3 separate regions of the Sus scrofa genome follow, and all the other regions are linked to region 2. A link is a contact called in public targeted proximity ligation data. All regions are on one chromosome and are shown on one strand. The core of a region is the stretch at or near the end of the contact, and the rest is flanking DNA. Distances in the headings are between cores, read along the strand shown. Region 1 overlaps GTF2I (general transcription factor II-I). Region 2 overlaps GTF2IRD1 (general transcription factor II-I repeat domain-containing protein 1). Region 3 overlaps GTF2I (general transcription factor II-I).

Evidence for each region.
Region 1: a contact with region 2 is called in a targeted proximity ligation map of alveolar macrophages. A contact is called at or near these places in 1 of 5 promoter capture datasets (fetal skeletal muscle) and 1 of 2 datasets of targeted methods (alveolar macrophages).
Region 3: a targeted proximity ligation map of alveolar macrophages shows a contact between it and region 2. A contact is called at or near these places in 1 of 5 promoter capture datasets (fetal skeletal muscle), 2 of 47 Hi-C or Micro-C datasets (epiblast stem cells and heart right ventricle) and 1 of 2 datasets of targeted methods (alveolar macrophages).

What each region holds. Positions count from the first base shown.
Region 1 is chr3:11,768,933-11,771,996 of Sscrofa11.1, forward strand. GTF2I (general transcription factor II-I) reads left to right here. Exons shown (of 33, transcript XM_021086344.1): 11 at 2,952-3,062. Among named protein-coding and RNA genes, the nearest start is that of NCF1, 50 kb to the right of the region's middle.
Region 2 is chr3:11,643,712-11,646,944 of Sscrofa11.1, forward strand. It overlaps GTF2IRD1 (general transcription factor II-I repeat domain-containing protein 1), which reads left to right. Exons shown (of 26, transcript XM_021086345.1): 23 at 329-406; 24 at 3,060-3,233. Among named protein-coding and RNA genes, the nearest start is that of GTF2I, 12 kb to the right of the region's middle.
Region 3 is chr3:11,750,062-11,752,946 of Sscrofa11.1, forward strand. It overlaps GTF2I (general transcription factor II-I), which reads left to right. Exons shown (of 33, transcript XM_021086344.1): 9 at 307-384. Among named protein-coding and RNA genes, the nearest start is that of NCF1, 69 kb to the right of the region's middle.

The DNA.
Region 1 (3,064 bases), core at 14-2,513, 120 kb after region 2:
CTGCTTTTTCATTACCATCCTAAAGCTCTATTTTCTTTATTATTTTATACTCTTTCAGTTTTCATTTTATATAATACAATGAGATTATATGACAATGAGATTAAATGATAATCTTTACAGAAATACTTAGGTGACATTAGCCTAACAGGAAAATACCTTTTCTTTTCTTTTTTTTAATTTATTGCCGTACTGTTGCACACAGAACTTCCCAGGCCAGGAATCAAATCCCAGCCATGGCTGTGGCAACAGCTGGATCCTTAACCCACTGCACCACAGTGGGAACTCCCCAAATACTTTTCTTTTAAAGGTCACAGCTCAGTGTTTCTAAAGAAACACTAATACTGGGCGTTCCCATTGTGGCTCAGAGGAAAAAGGAACCCAACTAATATCCATGAGGATGTGAGTTCAGTCCCTGGCCTTGCTTACAGAGTTAAGGATCTGGCACTGCCATGTCGCAGACAGGACTCAGGTCTCGCATTGCTGTGGCTGTGGTGTAGGCCAGCGACTATAGCTCCAGTTCAACTCCTAGCCTGGGAACCTCCATATGCCATGGGTGTGGCCCTAAAAAGACGAAAATAAAATAAAATGCTTTAATAATATTCATAGATGAAATGAGTATATTTCATTTTACCCTTTGCAAAACTAGCATAAAAATACTCTTCTAAAAATCCTTTTGCAGATTATAAAAGACAGACTTTTTTCAGTCTGTTTTCGTAATTGAAAGCTAAACATTAGTGAAACCTAATGTTTTCAAAATGTATCTTGTTAGTTTGAATCTAATTCTCTAGTAACCTATTGTAGAATCTTTTGACCATTTATAATCCTTGTAGTAATTTAATAATTATGAGCCCCAATGACATAGTCAAGTTTTATTTTACTAGCAATTTGCTATTTTTAAATTGTTTTCTGTAGTGTCCTAAGTTGTTTATATAACTTTTTCCTGAAATTGCATCCCCTAAAGTATCGTTTTTATATTTGCCAGCACATAAAGTGGGTTCTAATCTGGTATTGGTGACGTCGATACCTTTCTTCTATTGGTTAGCCTAGTCAGTAAATGCTTTCAGGTTACCAGAATATTTGTTGATACTGCATTTGAGCCTCTGCTGATTTAACCAACTGTGGGTTGAAAATATTTGAGCAGAAATTTTAGAAAATTCTCAAAAGCAAAACTTGGAGTTCCCTGCTAGCCTAGCCGGTTAATGATCCTGTGTTATTACTGCCGTTGGCACTGGTTTGATCCCTGGCCTGGGAACTTCCACATGCTCTGGGTGCAACCAAAACAGAAAGCAAAAGTTGATCTTCCCAAAGGCCGAGCAACTGTGTGCATTTACATTGTAGCCTAGAGATAACTTAAAGTATAAGGGAAGATATTCAAAGGTTATATGTGAATAACATGCCTGTTTATGTAAGTGACTTGAGCATCCGTGGGGTTGGTACCCACAGTGGTCCTGAAACCAACCTTCCACCTGCCCGCACAATCTGGAGAGGAAGAACACAGTCAGTGAACAAGAGCAGCAATGACTGTGTTCTCTGATGTGTGATGAGAGTGAGATTTAAGCATTTTAGGCTTCAGTTTTTCCCTCAGTTAACGTACAAAGTATATTTAAAACCCATGCTGTCCAAAGCAAAATTGTGTATTAGGCTGAATTTGGGTTTCTTTCTTTCTTCCTTCCTTCCTTCCTTCTTAAATGGCCACATCCATGTCACATGGAAGCTCCTGGGCCAGGAATTGAAACCTGAGCTACAGGTGTAAGCAACACCAGATACTTTACACCACTGTGCTGGGCTGGGGCTTGAACCCCCACCTTTGCAGTGGCCTGAGCTGTTTGCAGTCAGATTCTTAACCTGTTGCACCATGGCAGATACTCCTTTTGTTATTTTTTGAGAGTTAACCTGTTAGTTTAACTGAAAAAACTTTTACCCATAACCTAGACAGCTGTACTATCTAGGGTGTGGTGTGATTAAGTCACATTAACAGTCTCTGATCCTCTTTAGCTATAAAATAAGAATGAGAATTCGACTGAAAAAGGATAATTACTTACATTTGAATGGTATCTTTTTGTTCCCACTTTTGCCCTTCACTCAGTGATTGTTTTCTTGATCCCACATTTAAGTACAGATTTCTTAAAATGGTCTTTTTTGATAATGTACAGGCAGTGTTTGAGCAAAAATCTTAGCAGTGTACCATCTGATATTTTCGGGGATGGAAGACGGCAGGAATAGCTTTTCTTATTTGATCCTGTGTCCTTAATTCTAGCACTAGATGTGTTGAAGTGTGAGCAGAGTTGAGTCATAGGCATCGCCACAAAGATGTTAGCATGAGCTCTTACTACAGATGTCTTGGGTAGTCTACATTCTGTGCTTAAACATCCGATTGCTCACATTGTACATATGTAGTTTTTGTTTTGAATGAAATCAACAAATAACCCGTTTCACAAATACTGTGATCTTATTTTAGTTCTGTTTGTTAAAAGTGTTTGACATCTAGTTGTTCAGCCTCCTTCGTGTATGCTTGAATTTTGTATAAGCTTAAATATTTTTCCATTCAAGCTGTAATTTCTCCCTCTTACATATTTGTACAGTTGTTGGTAGCTGTCTCCATTAAAGCCTTTTTTTTGAAAAATTTAAAATCCGCTATAATTCTAGACAGCTCTCTGAGAGTGTGGTGAAGGGGAAATTGATAATGACTTAATTCAAATTAATTCAAACTGAAAAATGGAAAAAAGGAGACGAAGGAAAATGAGGATTATTTACTTGAGTACCTCCCAAAAGAATAGGAAACCTAGACATGTAATGGGGAGAAACGTGCTGAAATGGCAGTATGGAAATAGCAGCGGCTGATCCTACCGTGTTTAAATCCCCCCATGTCTTTGGAACGTTGAGAGTTTTACAGGCGGTGGCTGTCACTCACTTAGACTGTTCCTCCAGTGATGATAGTTTTCTTTTTCAAGATGATGATTATTCTCCACCTACCAAGAGACCAAAGAGCAATGAACCGCCCCAGCCGCCAGTCACAGAACCTGCCAATGCTGGAAAACGCAAAGTGAGGGAGTTCAACTTCGGT
Region 2 (3,233 bases), core at 435-2,934:
CCCGGTCCAGGCTGTACTGCTGGGTGGGCGCTATGACCGGGTACCATCCCCGCCAGGCTCTGAGTCCCGGGGAGGAAGCTCACGGTCCCCCTCTCCCCCGGGGTGCTCCGGGCCTGCCGTGGGGCCTGTGCTGGGGAAGCTGTTCAGAGAATGTGGGATGAGTGGATGGATATACAGACAGCTGAGGCCAGAACCACCACAGGGGCGTGGGCGGGCCCTGGAGAGCCTGTTCCCGCAGGTGAGGGTCTGGGCCGCCACGTGGGAGAAGAAGCGTGTCCGCTGGCAGAGGCCACACTGACCCTTGTGCCCCCTTGTCTTCCTCTCGCAGATGAAGATGATGCCAACAGACTCGGGGAGAAGGTGATCCTCCGGGAGCAGGTGAAGGAGCTTTTCAACGAGAAATACGGTCAGTGCGTCTCGGGGGAGGGCAGGGTCGTGGCGGGGGGGTGGGGGGCTGCCTTCCTTGGGGAGAGGAGACCCCTGCCCTCCGCAGCCAGCCTGGCCTCCAGATGCCCCCAGCTGGCCTGCCCGCTCCCTGGGGACATAGTGGCCCTGCCCATGACGGTCGGGAGCTGACCCCTCATTCTCCCATCCAAGAAAGGAGAAAAACCCCCGATCCGCAGTGCACACGGCAAGGACGGCAGTCAGCATTTCTGCTCCTCTAGCGCTGGGCTGTGTGGCAAAGGCCGTGGCCCACAGCCAAGTGCTTGTTCATGCAGACGCTTGTCTGCCCAGCTGTCTCTCAGCCCTGAGATTCCAGGCGGGGGGGAGGTCTGACCCTGCCGTCAGGGGCCTCAGTGTAGGGGGAGGAATTGGCGGTGGAATAATGAGAGGTTCCAGGTCCTGTGCAGAAGGCATCCAGGTGCCAGGGCGGAAGCCAGGATGGTGCAGTTGCTAATACTGTTACCACGGGTTGAGCGTTTTCTAGATGACTGAGAACCAGGCGGTACCAGGTGCTCGCTCTACATGTCCTTTGCGATGAATGTATTAGTATCATCTCCACTTCGTACTGTAGCAGAGAAGACAGTAGGAAAAAGAGAAGAATTGCAGAGGGTGACAGGAAAACAGGCCAATGGAGAAGTGGGGGGAGGAGGCTGCGGCTAAGACGGGAGTCGTCACAGCCCGTCTGGACCAGTGAACAAGAAGGCTCCTTGCAGGAAGGGACTTTTGAGTTTTGTTTTTTTGGTTTGTTTTTGTTTTTCTTTTCGTTTTTGTTCGTTTTGCCTTTTCTAGGGCTGCACCTGCGGCATATGGAGGTTCCCAGGCTGGGGGTCAAATCAGAGCTGTAGCCACCGGCCTACGCCAGAGCCACAGCAACGCGGGATCCGAGCCACATCTGCGACCTACACCACCGCTCACAGCAATGCTGGATCCTTAACCCACTGAGCAAGGCCAGGGACCAAACCCGCAACCTCATGGTTCCTCGTCAGATTCGTTAACCACTGTGCCACGACGGGAACTCCTAGTTTGTTTTGTTTGTTAGGAGCACCCATGGCATGTGGAAGTTCCTGGGCCAGGGACTGACTCTGATCCTTAACCCACTGCACCACAGCAGGAACTCCAGGGACGTTTTCACCAGGACTTGAATGTCAGGAGGGGACAAACATCAGAGAGAAGTTTGCCAGGCGGAGGGAACCGCTCAGGGAGCAGGGCGAAGGCAGGAGGGCCTGGGACCAGGCACGGGAGCTGGTGGGAGGCGGATCCCAATGAGGGAGGAGAGGCGGGCAGGCGGGGGGTTCATTTTGAGACTAACAGGAACTCTGCTCGTGGTTTGCGGTGTCTTTTTCACTTCTTATTTTGGAGTCAGTTTTCAAACATACAAAACCAGAGAGAACAAGGCAGTGACGCACCATGCAACCATCCCCCGCCCCGCTTCTGCACTTACCAGCATTTTGCCAATTTTATTTCATCCATTTCCTCAGGCTCGCTTTGATAGTTTTAGTATTTTAAAACAAACCTAAGGGAGTTCCCGTTGTGGCCCAGCAGATTATGAACCTGACTAGTATCCCTGAGGATGTAGCTTCAATCCCTGGTCTCGCTCAGTGGGTTAAGGATCTGGCGTCGCTGTGAGCTGCGGTGTAGGTCACAGATGTAGCTCAGATCCCCAGTTGCTGCGGCTGTGGCGTAGGTTGGCCGCTGCTGCTCCGATTCGACCCCTAGCCTGGGAACTTCCATATGCCACAGATGCGGCCCCAAAAAAAAAGAATTCGACCACAGCAGAAATTGGCACAATGTTATAAATCAACTATACTTAAAAAAAAAAAAAAAAAATCTGGCTGCAGCAGCTCCAGTCACTGTGGAGGTGCAGGTTTGACCCCCAGCCTGGGAACTTCCATATGACATGGGGTGTGACCATAAGAGGAAAAAAGGAATCTGAGACATCATGTCATTTCATCCATAAATACTTAAGTAAGGACCTTTTTTTGTTTTTTTTAGGGCCGCACCTGCGGCATATGGATGTTCTCAGGCTAGGGGTCTAATCGGAGCTGCAGCTGCCGGGCAGCAACGCCAGATCTGAGCTGCATCTACAACCTTCACCACAGCTCACAGCAATGCCGGATCCTTAACCCACTGAGCAAGGCCAGGGATCGAACCCACAACCTCATGGACACTAGTTGCATTCGTTTCTGCCGCGCCACAACAGGAATTCCCAGGTGTGGTTTTTTTTTTTTTTTTTTTGGCCACACTGGAGGCATGTGAAAGCTCCCAGGCCAGGGATCAAACCTGCATTCTAGCAATGACCTAAGCCACAGCAGTGACAATGCCGGATCCTTAACCCACTGAGCCACCAGGGAACTCCAGGACTTACTTTCCCTGACACAATGTTAGTGGGAGGTCCGGGTGTGCACACTGGGCAGGTGTAAAAGTACCTGTTTCGCTGTCAGTGTTGGGTGTGGGATTTTTAGTTTTGCTAACTGGATGTTTTTTTTAAGGGATGTGTGTGTTGACGTGTGAGCTCTCTGTGGTGTGGTGGCTGCTGCGTGGGGCTGCATCCCCGCCCTTCCCCCAGAGAGCTTGGCTTTGACAGGGTCCCTTGCCCTGACCCCCGTGCCCTCTAGGTGAGGCCCTGGGCCTGAACCGGCCTGTGCTGGTCCCTTACAAACTGATCCGAGACAGCCCCGACGCCGTCGAGGTCACGGGCCTGCCTGATGACATCCCTTTCCGGAACCCCAACACGTATGACATACACCGGCTGGAGAAGATCCTGAGGGCCCGCGAGCATGTCCGCATGG
Region 3 (2,885 bases), core at 335-2,834, 110 kb after region 2:
AGTTGTTTGTGAAAGTATTTTTAATATTGAGTGAAAATAGAATGTGACTAATTACCTTTAATTGCAAAGATAAAAGCTTGACAGAACGAGTTTAACATTAGTAATCCCAGAAGAGCAGTAGTAGTTAAACCTTTGTCTAGGTTGGGTTTTAGGTGATTTTTGTCCACCTCCCACCTAGGAAACTCGTCTTTTGGAAGCCCATAAAATATGTATGAATTATCCTGTCTTAATAGGAGAGCCAAAGGGATTTCCTTACACTAGCTGGATGCCCTGATGTGTAATTATATAATTCGATTTACTTTACAGGTATTTCTCTGGAAATGGCAGCTGTGACAGTAAAGGAAGAATCAGAAGATCCTGATTACTATCAATATAACATTCAAGGTACTTGAAATGGTTTTTCTTTCCGGAAGTTATTGGTGGTTAAAAGTAATGTGAGTTCCTTAGATGCGTTGATATTAATAGTTTCATTGATTGGTCCTTAAATAGTATGTACGCTTATAGTTTATTACTGAAATAAAATAGATTTTAAAAAATGGGGCAATAAAATAAACTATGGGGAAAATGTTAAATAACCATTAGTAGTAGTCTTAAAAGGACAAGAGAAAGTTGTGGCACAATTTAGAATTCAATTCTAATTTCCAGAGTTATTTGCATGGCATGAGAGATCTTTTGATCCTCGGAGAGTTCTATTTGTGCAACAAAAATAACTATATTCACATTTTTATTATGTTAAAAATCTATGAAAGATAAGACATTAATAAGTTTTAGTTGTTTTGTACATTTGCTTGATTATTAGGAAAGAATTAAAGGTCATAGTTTCACAATGCAGTTTGCTTTTATGCATCGAGGGGCTTTAGTTTAGAGCAACCTCTGTAGTGTATGGTGAGTTTAGTTTTTATAGTTGCATAAAGTACACTAAACATTTGAACTAATGTGATCTGATCAGTTCATGTATATGCCCATAAAACCATCTTCACTGCAATCAGGATGATGAAATGTCCATACCCCCCCGAGTTTCCTCAAGTCCCTTAGTAATTCAGTGTCTTCCTCAGCCAACCACTGATATATTTTCTGTCGTTTTAGATTAGTTTGCATTTTAAAGAAATTTACATAAAATGGAATCACCATGAAGTATGTACGGTTTTCTTGGGTTGGGCAGCTGTGGCTTTCTAAATTTCACATAATTCTTTTGAAATTCATCCATCCGTAGTGTTGCATATATCAAGAGCTAATTCCATTTTATTGCTGAGTGTTATTCCATTTTATGGCTATACTACAATTTATTTGTCCCTCCGTCTGTTGATGGACATTTTGGTTGTTTCCAGTTTGGGGCTATTAACAATAAAGCTACTATGAACATTTGTGTGGAAATATGCCTTCATTTCTCTTGAGTAGATTCCTAGAACTCGAATAGCTGGGATCTGTGGTAGGTATATAACTTTTGTTGAAGAAATCATCAAACTGTTCTCCATTGTGCTTTTACATTGTTTTACATTTTCATCGGCAGTTACAGTGGTTCTGGTTGCTCCACATCTATGTCAGCACTTGTACAGTTTGCGTTGTTATTTTTAGCTGCTCTAAGTGGGTGTCTTATGATGCCTCCTTCCGGTTTTAAGTTGCATTTGCTTAATAGGTTTACTTCATTTAAAAGAATAAGGCTTTATCCGTTCTGGAGTATTACCAAAGTTAAGAAGAAATTTGTTCTGGTTTGCAATCATGTGAATGTCTGTATGTATATAAATTAAATTGTGTCCTTGTGAATTTTGTAATTTTTACCTGTTAGCGTTGAGTGTTTTCTTGCTTGTGACGTTAGTAATTTGCATGGTCAGAAAGTTGAGATAATTCTGAGAATTTTTAATTAAAAAGTTAAAATATTTAGCCTTTATAACAGTTCTTGGTACCTGACTCTAATATGTGTACATATATTTAATTAATATTGCTTAATAAAATATTTTTAACACATTTAATTTTTAAAATAAAAAGTCTGCCTTAAATCTTTAGTATTACCTTTTTAGCTTTGCTGTTATCAGTCATGTTTATGGAAACTTTTTTTGTCCACCTTTGGAATAAGAGAGTATGAGTGATTTAAGGTAATGCCTGAGTAATAAGAATTAGATGTTTGTAGAGTGAGAAGTTTGCCAGAAATGATAATATTATAAGTTCAGTTGAAGAGGCTGGGGAGCCAGGCAATTAGTTTTTCATCTAGGCTAAGAGATACATATAGTACATGCAATTTCAATATTTTTCTTAATAATTGAGCTTTGGCATTTATTTTTGTATTTCTAAATAAAAATTCTCTGTGATGTGATATGCAACTAGATTAATTTGACGATGTCCGTCTTACTGATTTTTTTCCCCTTGTATCAATTGTGCATAAGTTTTATAGCTAAGAATCTTGGCTGGACCCAACATCACAAAGACTTTTCTTCTCTGTTTTGTAAAAGTTTTTATAGTTTTACATTTAGGTATGTGATTGATTTAGACCTAATTTTTGTGTAGTGTGCAAAACGCCGTGTTCAAACTTACATGTATGGATATCAGGTTTTTCTAGCACCTTTTGTTTTCGACTGGTCTTGTGCTATTGCATTACCTTTACATCTGTCCGTTTTCTTGGGTACATTTTGTTATTCTGATCTCTATGTATATCCTTTTGTCAAAATTACATTGTCTTGAGTATTATAGTTTATATAGTATGTCTTAAAATCAGATTGTCAGTCCACCAGAATTGTTCTTCTTTTTCAATATTATTTTGCCTATTTTAGCTCCTTTTCATATAAATTTAAAAAATTGATTCGTTCAAAAAACCTTGTGGGGATTTTGATGGAGATTATAATTTAGGTTGAAATTTTATTTTTTTTATTTTTTTTTATTTTTTATTTTTT